3 separate regions of the Mus musculus genome follow, and all the other regions are linked to region 1. The links are chromatin contacts, called in public Hi-C and promoter capture Hi-C maps. All regions are on one chromosome and are shown on one strand. Each heading gives the region's core, a stretch centred on a gene start, on an enhancer-like site or on the middle of the called end of the contact. The rest is flanking DNA. Distances are from core to core; before and after follow the strand shown.

What was found. Promoter capture Hi-C pulls out the DNA fragments that hold promoters and counts their contacts. A called contact is a pair of places that touch in the nucleus more often than the background predicts.
Region 2: a contact with region 1 is called in a promoter capture Hi-C map of liver. The contact joins the promoter of Syt3 here to the promoter of Napsa in region 1. A contact is called at or near these places in 16 of 39 promoter capture datasets (the 3T3-L1 cell line, the C10 cell line, the HPC-7 cell line and 9 more), 4 of 484 Hi-C or Micro-C datasets (Th1 cells, embryonic stem cells, erythroblasts and 1 more), 8 of 115 datasets of contacts at active chromatin or transcription factors (bone marrow-derived macrophages, embryonic stem cells and large pre-B cells) and 3 of 9 other capture datasets (adipose tissue, liver and pancreatic islet).
Region 3: a Hi-C map of effector CD8 T cells shows a contact between it and region 1, with 3 times the contacts expected there. The contact joins the enhancer-like site here to the promoter of Napsa in region 1. A contact is called at or near these places in 7 of 39 promoter capture datasets (the 3T3-L1 cell line, cranial neural crest, embryonic stem cells and 4 more), 9 of 484 Hi-C or Micro-C datasets (B cells, CD8 T cells, the G1E-ER4 cell line and 5 more), 3 of 115 datasets of contacts at active chromatin or transcription factors (bone marrow-derived macrophages and embryonic stem cells) and 2 of 9 other capture datasets (embryonic stem cells and pancreatic islet).

Annotation. Positions count from the first base shown.
Region 1 is chr7:44,571,036-44,574,083 of GRCm38.p6, reverse strand. It overlaps Napsa (napsin A aspartic peptidase), which reads right to left and starts at 1,639. Exons shown (of 9, transcript NM_008437.1): 1 at 1,395-1,639. The coding sequence starts at 1,468.
Region 2 is chr7:44,382,578-44,385,625 of GRCm38.p6, reverse strand. It overlaps Syt3 (synaptotagmin III), which reads right to left and starts at 1,500. Exons shown (of 11, transcript NM_001114116.1): 1 at 1,450-1,500; 2 at 677-820. It also overlaps a transcript of 1700008O03Rik not described here.
Region 3 is chr7:44,404,085-44,407,132 of GRCm38.p6, reverse strand. No RefSeq gene overlaps it. Among named protein-coding and RNA genes, the nearest start is that of Syt3, 21 kb to the right of the region's middle. Within about 2 kb of position 1,467, at least 262 of the 459 cell types and tissues checked have an H3K27ac peak or open chromatin away from gene starts, as enhancers often do. A contact at or near this core is called in B cells, CD8 T cells, bone marrow-derived macrophages and 5 more, where this site is marked.

The DNA of each region.
Region 1 (3,048 bases), core at 390-2,889:
CAGAATGTATCCTGCTTGGATAAGGAGGGGTCTTTAATCCTGGGCTTCAGAACTTGGTCATACTGGGGATTGAATGGAGGCCCTGGTGTCTACTAGACAAATGCTCTCTCGCTGGGACACATGCCCAGCTTTGGTTTCTGCAGACAGTGTCCCCATACCCTTGAACTCAGCCTTTCTGCCTCAGCCTCCCTGAATGCTGGGACTCCACACACCTTAGCCAAAAGCAAAAGTTGGACTTAATTTGGTGGTGAACACCTTAAAATCTCAGCACTTGGGAGACAGGGGCAGGAGTATCTTTATGTGTTCAAGGCCAGCCTGGTTTACATAGTGAGTTCAAGGCCAGGGCTACATAAGGAGACAGTATGTTTTTTTAAAAATTGTGGGGCTGTAGCCATGGCTAGGGATATGGCTCAGTGGGTAGAGCACTTACATAGCACAAATTTCAAGGCTCTCTTCCCAGGGATTCCAGCATTTAGGAGGTGGAAGCAGTAGAACCTGGAGTTTAAGGTGATTCTTTGATATGTAGGGAGTTTGAGGCTAGCCTGGGCTACACAAGACCAAGTCTGGACAAAGCCAAAAACTAAACAACCAAAAAGTGTGGGGTCTTAGGACATGAAGGGACCCTGGCCAGCTTGAGTGCAGCGAGCGTGGCTCTGGCGGGCTTAGGTTTTCTCTCCCATGCCTTCTGCTTTGCTAAAAACCATTATGTGGCCACTTCCTCCTCCCGAGGCTGATTACCAAGGTTCAGCTATCAAAGTATTGAAGTCCAGCAGCAAAAAAAAAAAAAAAAGCCCCCTTTGGGGAAACATGGGGTTTTCTCTTGCATCTTTATAAACCTCCATTTGCCTATGGGCCACATCTGTGTCTTCACTATTCAGAGGCAATCCTTTATTCTACTCCAGGACAAACACCCTTTCTCTCCTCCCTCTCCCTTGCTTCCTTCCCATTACTTCTCCTAACAGGAGGTATTATGCTGAATTTCTCAGGGTGGAAACCCAGTTTGAGAGTTGGGGACCCAGGCCTTTAAGATGGCTCAGAGAGTAAGGAAGCGTGCAGTTAGATTCACATTCACAAAACTCTCTCTCTCTTTCTCTCTCTCTCTCTCTCTCTCTCTCTCTCTCTCTCTCTGTGTGTGTGTGTGTGTGTGTGTGTGTGTGTGTGTATATCTATCTGTATCTGTCTCTGTCTCTGTCTCTTTCTGTCTCTGTATCTCTTACACACACACACACACACACACACAGAGAGAGAGAGAGAGAGAGAGAGAGAGAGAGAGACGAACAAGTAAAATCTGGGAACCCTGAAAAAATTGGATTCTTGGGGCACCAAGGCCAGCCTCAGTCTTAAAGGACAAGCCGTTGGGAATCTGTCAGGAGTGAGAGTGGGGGTCCCCATACCGGATCAGTTTGGCCTCCTCAGGCTCCAAATTCCCCAGCAGCAGGCACAGCAGCAGCAGCAGTAGTGGCGACATCTCTGGGGACTAGAGCTGGGCCAAGATGTCCTGTGGCCCTTTTCTTCCCCTTGAGACTCCACCCTGTTCACGCCCCACCACCTACTGGAACACAGAAGTGACGTGTGTGTATGTGTGTGTGTGTGTGTGTGTGTGTGTGTGTGTGTGTGTGAGGTCCTTCAGTAGCAGGGCCAGAACCGGGCTGTTTAAGGTATGTGCTGAGTGTGTGTGCTGAGGTTCATTGGTTCCTGGCTTGTACCTTTGAGAGCATGGGGAGGGAGACCCGCACCCACCCCTTTCCTGCCCCTCTATGGATTTTACTTTTAACTTTCAGTTCGCTTTTCTGAGACTCATTAACCACAATTTTTTTTTCTTGAGCAAGAGGGAGGAACAGGAAAGGTCTGTGGGGGGTCTGGGAGGGGACACTCAGTTACAATAGAGGTGTGCTGTCCTTCCTATGTGGGTGGCTCTGTCAGCTTCTCAGGATACCCACTCTTTCTGCCCTTGCCTGGTTTTTTTAGGGAGAAGGGGCTCCCCTCTCTTTACACATTTTAATTAGCTAGTTCATTTGTGTGTGCATCCACATGCCACAGCAGGAATTTAAAGGACAAAGGACACTTTGCAGGGGTCAGTTCTCTCTTTTCTGCGGGTGGGTCTCAGGAGTCCAACACAGGTCAGCAGGCTTGGCAGCCAGTGCCTTCATCTGTGGAGCCATCTCCCTGGCCTTCCTTTTCTTTTGAAACAAGATCTCATGACTTTACTGAGCTCAAGCGATCCTCTTGCCTTAGGCGCTAGAACAACGGTTCTCAACCTGTGGGGTCAAGACCCCTTTGAGGGCCACATGCCAGATATCCTGCGAATCAGATATTGCATTACGATTCATAACAGTGGCAAAACTACAGTGACCAAGTAGCAACAGCATAGTTTCATGGCTGGTGGTCACCCCAACGTGAGGAACTGGACCCTGTAGGGTCGCCACACTGGAAAGGCTGAGAAGCACTACCTAGAGTTGTGGACTGAAGGCATTCAGCGGGGATGGGAGATGCCAGAAGCATTAGGTAAGTATTAAGTATTAGGACCTGAGTTCCAGCTCCCACATTCACATAAGGAGCTGGCCTGTGCCCTGTGTGGCAGTCCTGGCACTGGGGATGCAGCTAGATCTACCCCAGGGGCTTGCTGCTCAGCCAGACTAGCCAATCAACGAGCTACGGGTTTGGTGAGGGAGTCTGACTCGAAAGCACAGTGAAGAGTGATAGAGGAGACACCTGAAACAGCCCCCGGGCCTCCAGATGCACATGCACGGGAGAGCTGCCTAGCACAGTACTACACGCCTGTGATCCCAGCAACTGGGAGGCAGAGGCAAGAGGATCAAGAGCTCAAGGGCATCTTTGGCTAAGTTTGAGGTCAGCCTGGGCTACGTGAAAACTGTCTCAAAAGAAAACTGAAACTCTGCCCCCTCACCACCTGCGGCAGGCAGGAAAAAGAGCTGGCCCTGCCCCTCATCGACTGCAGCACTCCAGAGATCAGTCCCTGCACCTCCCCTGGGCAACACAATAAAGCTGGCCCTGCTGGCATGGCCAAGGGTGAGCTTGTCCCTGAGG
Region 2 (3,048 bases), core at 251-2,750, 190 kb after region 1:
AGCCAGGCTGTGGCAGGTAAGAGCATTTTGGGCAGCTGCAACATCATTGGTGGGAGGCTTAGGGTGGGAAACTGCTGGAGGGTCAGAGGAAGGAGAGTCAGGTGTGTGGCAGAAACCCCGAGCTGAGAGAAGGGGAGCTAAGAGGACAGATAGAGATAAGAGGAAAGGACCAAGTGAAGTCGGGTAGCCAGGGAAAGATAGACACAGAATTCGGAGTATAGAGGTTCAGGACAGAGGCTGGGGAACAGCGTGTACTTCATTATATCCGAGACATGGTGCACACACAGAGAGAAGTGAAGCCAGGGAGGCAGGGGTGTGGGCAGAAATACCTTCCAATGAGACACAGGTAGATCAGAAGAGAGAGAGAAAAGATGCTGAATTCCAGGTTGGACAACCAGACAATGGCTGGAGACCTCAGATACAAGGCAAGAGAAGAGAGTTGGGAACACAGACAGACAGAAGCATGGTCAGTTTAAAAAAAAAAAAAAGGAGAACAGGAGAGAGAGGTGGAGGTGGGCGAGGAGGGAGTAACACAAGGTAAGGTTTGGAGCTAGACATTAGACATCGGTGGGAAAGAGCCCCCCCCCCCCCCGAGGGAAAGAACGAGGGCCAGACAGTCAAGAGAAGCCAGGCTGCTAAGGAAGACTGACTGCCATTTGGCCAGGGTCAGACTCACCTGTGCTTACCCCTGCCTTGTCCTGGGTGGCAGCCGAGGCGGCGGGGGGCGGTAGCCCATGGGGATTGCAGGGTGGACGAGCCTAGCCGCTGCGGACCGGTCTCCACGCTTGCCAGGTGGCAAGAAGGGGGGCTGGTGACTGATCTAGGGACCCAAATCGGGAGGGAAAAAATCAGCCCAAGCTTTGCATCTTGCCCGACTCGAAGTAGCTGCGCGACCCCAGATGACCCCGGTGAGGTCCAGCCGCCCCCTCCCACCTCCGTGCCCCCAGCAGCTAGTTAAAAGCTTAGGGACTACAACTCCCAGCTGGTCTTGCTGCTAGTGCTACTGCAGCTTTATCGCACCAGAGCTGCAAGGGCTGCTGGGAGTTGAAGTCCTCAATGCGTCTCCGGTCTGCAGAATATGGGATTTTTTGGGGGAGTGGTGCTGGAAGGGTTAAAATGTCAGGGTCCCAAGACGCTGCAGGAGAGGGGAAAGGAGTCCAAGATCTCCAGAGGTCACGTAGCTCTAATCACTTAGGGGTCATGAGATGGGTCACTAATCCCCATACTCTGGGGATGGGTGGGCAAGGGTGAAGTGCACCCAGGTGTATTGGAATCAAGATCCCCCTTTTTCCAGGGCCACGTGCCCCTCCCCTGGAGCGTCCAGCTGGCACTGCAGACTCAGCTCCCCAGCTCCAGATGCGCCCCTATTTGCACCGACCTCCGCGCCCCCACTTGGGGCCGCCCCCTTGGGATGAGGTTGGGGCGGGGGAGGGGGAGGGGCGGACTCACCGGAGCCCCGGCTGCTGCAGCCCGGAGCGCGCGCGCGCCCGCCTGCCCGCTGCCGCGGTGCCCGCCTGGCTCCTCCCCACCCCTGTCGCAGCTCCTCGGCTCCTCCCAAGCCCTTTCCCCCCCCCTCCCCCGCCAGCCCATGCAACCCAAAAGCCAAAATCCGTATGGCCCTAGTGTGCACCTCCCTGGACTCTGGTTGCAGTTTCGCCCCAGTTGAGAGGCCACCTGAGGGAACTAGAAGGTTAGGATTCAGAGGTCCCAGGCCACAAAAACTCCTTTCTCCAGGGAGCAAGATCTCAGGGTTTACAGCTGAGCAGGCTGGAATGAAAGCTGGCCACAGTAAGTCTCATATTTTAGGTAGAGCCACAGGCACTGGATTTGAATCCTGCCCTAGTCCCCTTGAGACTCTTAGCATCCCAGATCCCGATGTCCAGCACAATACAATGAAATTATCTCCTAAGGGATGTAGTTTGAGAAACCAGTCAGTGTGCATCAAAAACACTGGCACCAAGTGGGTGCTTAATGACTACTTACAGGCACAGAGCATCCGGTTTTTACCACATTAATAGCAGCTAATGAAAATTGCCACTCACCATTACCAATGTTAGGAGTTAAGAGCTTTGAAGATGGCTTCTCATGGAATATTCACTTTGGTATAAGGATGAATGCAATCAAGGTATTCCCATTTCACAGAACAATTGAGGCCCGTGGAGATTCAATTCCTCCCACGAGGTCCTGATCTACACAAAAGCAGCCCAGAGGGGTGGCTTGGAAGTTAGTGTCTCACTCAATTGCTATTGTCCTCCCGCCAGCCAGTTATACAAAATAAACACAGCTTCCAAGGCCTGATGGCAGAGACCTTTCATCCCAGTTGCTCTGGATGGGGAGGGAAGAGGATAGAAAGTTCCAGGTCAACCTGGGCTACGGATGAGTTCAAGACCAGCCTCTGCAGATTGAGTGAGACCCTGTCCAAAAATAAGAGAGAGCTGGGGATGTAGTGCAGCAGTAGAAGCCCTGTCTAGAATCCTCCAGTGAGGAGCTGGGGGCATTGATGAGAAGTGGAGCCTTTGTCTAGTAGAATCTCCCAGGAAAGCAAAGCGCTTGGTCTGATAGCCTAAAAAACCAGTGTTTGCTTGGCATATCTGAGACTCTGGGTTCAAAGCAACTCTTCCCCTTGTAGCGTATGCATGCAATTTGCAGTTGTTATATATCAGAAGCCTCCGAAAAAGATAGCTGGCTCCATCCAGGGTCCATGTTTATGCTGCTAGCATCTTCTCACAGGAGTCTGAGGAAGCATGCACGGGGGCCTGGCCACCAAAGGTGCGGCGAACGGCCTTAGTGGCTAGTCAGCTCCATGCCAGCCATGGAGCTCAGCCTGACCAGGCGGTGACACACACTCAGAAATGTGCACACAGATGGGCTTGCCAGCTTCACGTGACACATCTTCAAAGAAACACTGTGAGTCTGAGGCAGCTCAGATGCTGCGAGGCAGCTGCAGCAAGAACCAGCCATCTGTGCGACTCGGGAAAATGCATGCGTGTTTAATGCCAGCTCAGCACACTGTATGACTTCCGCTGGGTTAGTTCCTAACTGCCTTAC
Region 3 (3,048 bases), core at 218-2,717, 170 kb after region 1:
TTTCCTGGTGTACCTGGGTCATGTTCTTTCCAATGATGTCTGCCCACCTCTTAGACCAGGTGCTACCTGCTGCTGACTCTGCCCACACCCTTGCTCTCTTCTCTCCTCCTTCCTCTCCCCTTTTTCTCAACCTCTCTCTGTCTCTGTTTCTCTGTCTCTCTCTCCAAGTTTGCTGCCCTCTCCCATGTCTTGCCCCACTCCTCAGCTATTGTCTTGGCTCTCCAGCGTCTTCCCTGTCTTTTCCCTGCTCACTCTCTGCCTGTCACCATGGCCCCCATTTTTATCACGGCCACCTTCTCTATTCCTGTCCTCCACACCGTTATCACCTCTGGCCTGTCTTCCCTGTCTCTGTGACTGCCACCGTCTCCTCTATATCTGCTCATTTATCTCCTTCCCCTTTATCATTGTCTCCTTGGTCTTAGTCTGTTCTGTCAGTCTGTGTGTGCTCCCTTGGACACTATTCCTAGAGCTCTTTGTCTCTATCTTGGCCTGGGAACCTTTGTCTCAGCTGTCCCAGGTCTGGTGCTAACACATCCACCACGTTCCTTTCTCTGCTTCCTTTAACTCTATCCTCTCTGTTCCTATCAATACCATGTCTGACTCCATCCTTTCTCGTCTCTGTCCTGACCCTGTCCTCAGACCCTACCTCAGGGCCCTCCATCTGACTCTGACCCATCCTTCTATCTCTGTCCCTTCCATCTTCCTAACAACCCCATCTGACCTTTCTCAGTACAACCACCATCTCCTGGCCTCTGATGTTTCCCGGATGCTATCATTGTCTCCCTGTCACCTCCTGCTTCTCCTTGGCTGTAGTTTAGGCCTTGGGTTCCTGTGAGCTGAGCATGTGGGAGGTCTGTGACCCTGAATAGCTGTTTCTCTCAGTCTGTGTCTTATGGTCTCTCTGTACTTCTGTCCCTCAATGGGACTTTTAAAAGGCCACCTACTTTCCTGAGCCTTTTCTTAGAGTGCCACCAATCAGTCGGGTAGTTGGTCTGGCTGTCCCTATCTGGCCTCTCACGTCACTCCTCATCTCACACATTTTCCCGCCTTTTGTCTCCAACAAGCCCATGAGAGCATGGGCGCATGCGCAACAACCTATGTTTTTCTGAGGGGAGGGGGCGGCTCGCGTGCTTCTGCAAGCCGGCTTGGCAACTACTGACGTCACAAAATGGGTCCCTCTTATTGGCTGCATTTCATCAGGGAGGTGGCCATGCGTTGCCAAGCGCTAGGCGCAAGCAGAGAACCCTAGAAACTCGCGTTGTCATGGCAACTCTGCTTCCAGGAGACTCCTTCGCTATTTCCGCTAATCTGATTGGGCAACTCTTGGCTTCATGCCTGCTTCTGATTGGATGTCAAAGAATTTGGCTGCTTCCTTTCAGTACTTTTCCTCTCTCCTCTAGGGAGCAGGGCAGTGTGACTTAGAGTCTCCAAGGGAGTGCGAGGAGCGTCGGCCATGACACCGGAATTCGGCCTGAGTCAGCTGACTGGGCTGGCTTTCTTACACGCAAGTTCCCGCGCCTCCGGTTAGAGGACACCAAAGAACGCCTGGCTCTTAAAACCTTGGTGACTGATGGCATCATCAGAGATCCGCTGGCCATTGGCGCCCTCTCTTCTGGCTAGCACCCAGAGGCTTTGCGGACTATAACCGGAAAGGAGAAACCCGTGTGTCCAGGAAGTCAGGAACCTGTTCTCAAGTCCTTAAACATGCAAAAGATGGCATTATTGTTATCTTTTATAACCATGTGACCAAATGTGCCCACTCAGAGTAGACACCTTAGCTAGGTCTAGACACCTATCTTTGTTTTGCCTAACAGTTGTTATCTATGATTTTCTTTTCTATTAATAAAAATTTTTAAAATTACCAATTGTAAGCTTTTAGAAAAAAAAAGTCTAGTGACAGACAGTACAGAGAGTTTCATTCGCCTCTCAACACCTCCCCCCAACTTCCGCTATTATTAATATCCTCATAGCAATAGGAGACATTTGTTTCAACTGGTGAGACCACATTAACATAGTGTTGTGTTGGATGATCTTGACAGGATCTAGAATCACCAAGGAAATAAGACTCTAGCCATGCCCGGGAGGGGTTATCTAGGTGACTCACTGTTCCAAGCTGCCACCACCCAGACTTCCCTGCCAGGGTTTGCTGTATTCCCAAACCGTAACAATGGACCCTCCCTCCCTCCCTCCCTTCCTTCCTTCCTTCCTTCCTTCCTTCCTTCCTTCCTTCCTTCCTTCAACTGCTTTGGTCCCCAGTTTTGTCCCAGCAGTGTAGAGTAGCTAATACATTTTTTGTTACTGTTGCCTCTCCGCCCTGGTCATAATGAATAGAGCTGTTACAAACACTCTAACATGTTTTTAACTCTTCTGGGTTAATGCCAAGAAGCAGGATTGAGGCTCCAGATGCTATGAGTGCACTTAGTTCTTGTAAGAAAAAGGTCAAAGTATCTTCAAAAACAGGTTGTGACTTGGCGTTCCCACCCACAGCAAAGGAGTGCCTGTGGCACTTTGTATCCTTGCAAGCATTTGGTGATACTGATGTGTTAGATTTGGGACTGGGATGGTTGGAGTGAGAATGGCCCCATGGCCCATTGATTTGCAAGCTTTGTCCCCAGTTGATAAACTCTTTGGGAAAGGGTAGGAGGTGTGGCCTTGTTGGAGGAGGTATGTCGCTGGGTTTGGCCTTTGAGGCCTTCCCCCACCCCCTGCCTGTTGTTTATGGATATAAAGCTCTTGGCTATTGCTCCAGTGCAATGTCACCATGATGATAATGAACTAGCCCTCAAAAATGCTTGCCCCTAGTTAAACGCTTCCCTTTATAAGAGTTGCCTTGGGCATGGCGTTTATTGTTTTAAAATTTGAAATTTGCTGATGATATACAATATTGGACATATTTCTATGCACTTAACATGTTTAACATTGTGTGTGTGTGTGTTTTCATGCCACAGCACGTACATGAAAGACAGAGCTTGACATTGTGTGTCTTCTTCAATTGCCTTCTACCCTGCTTTGTTTTGTTTTTGAGACAGGGTCTTTCTACGTAGCCCT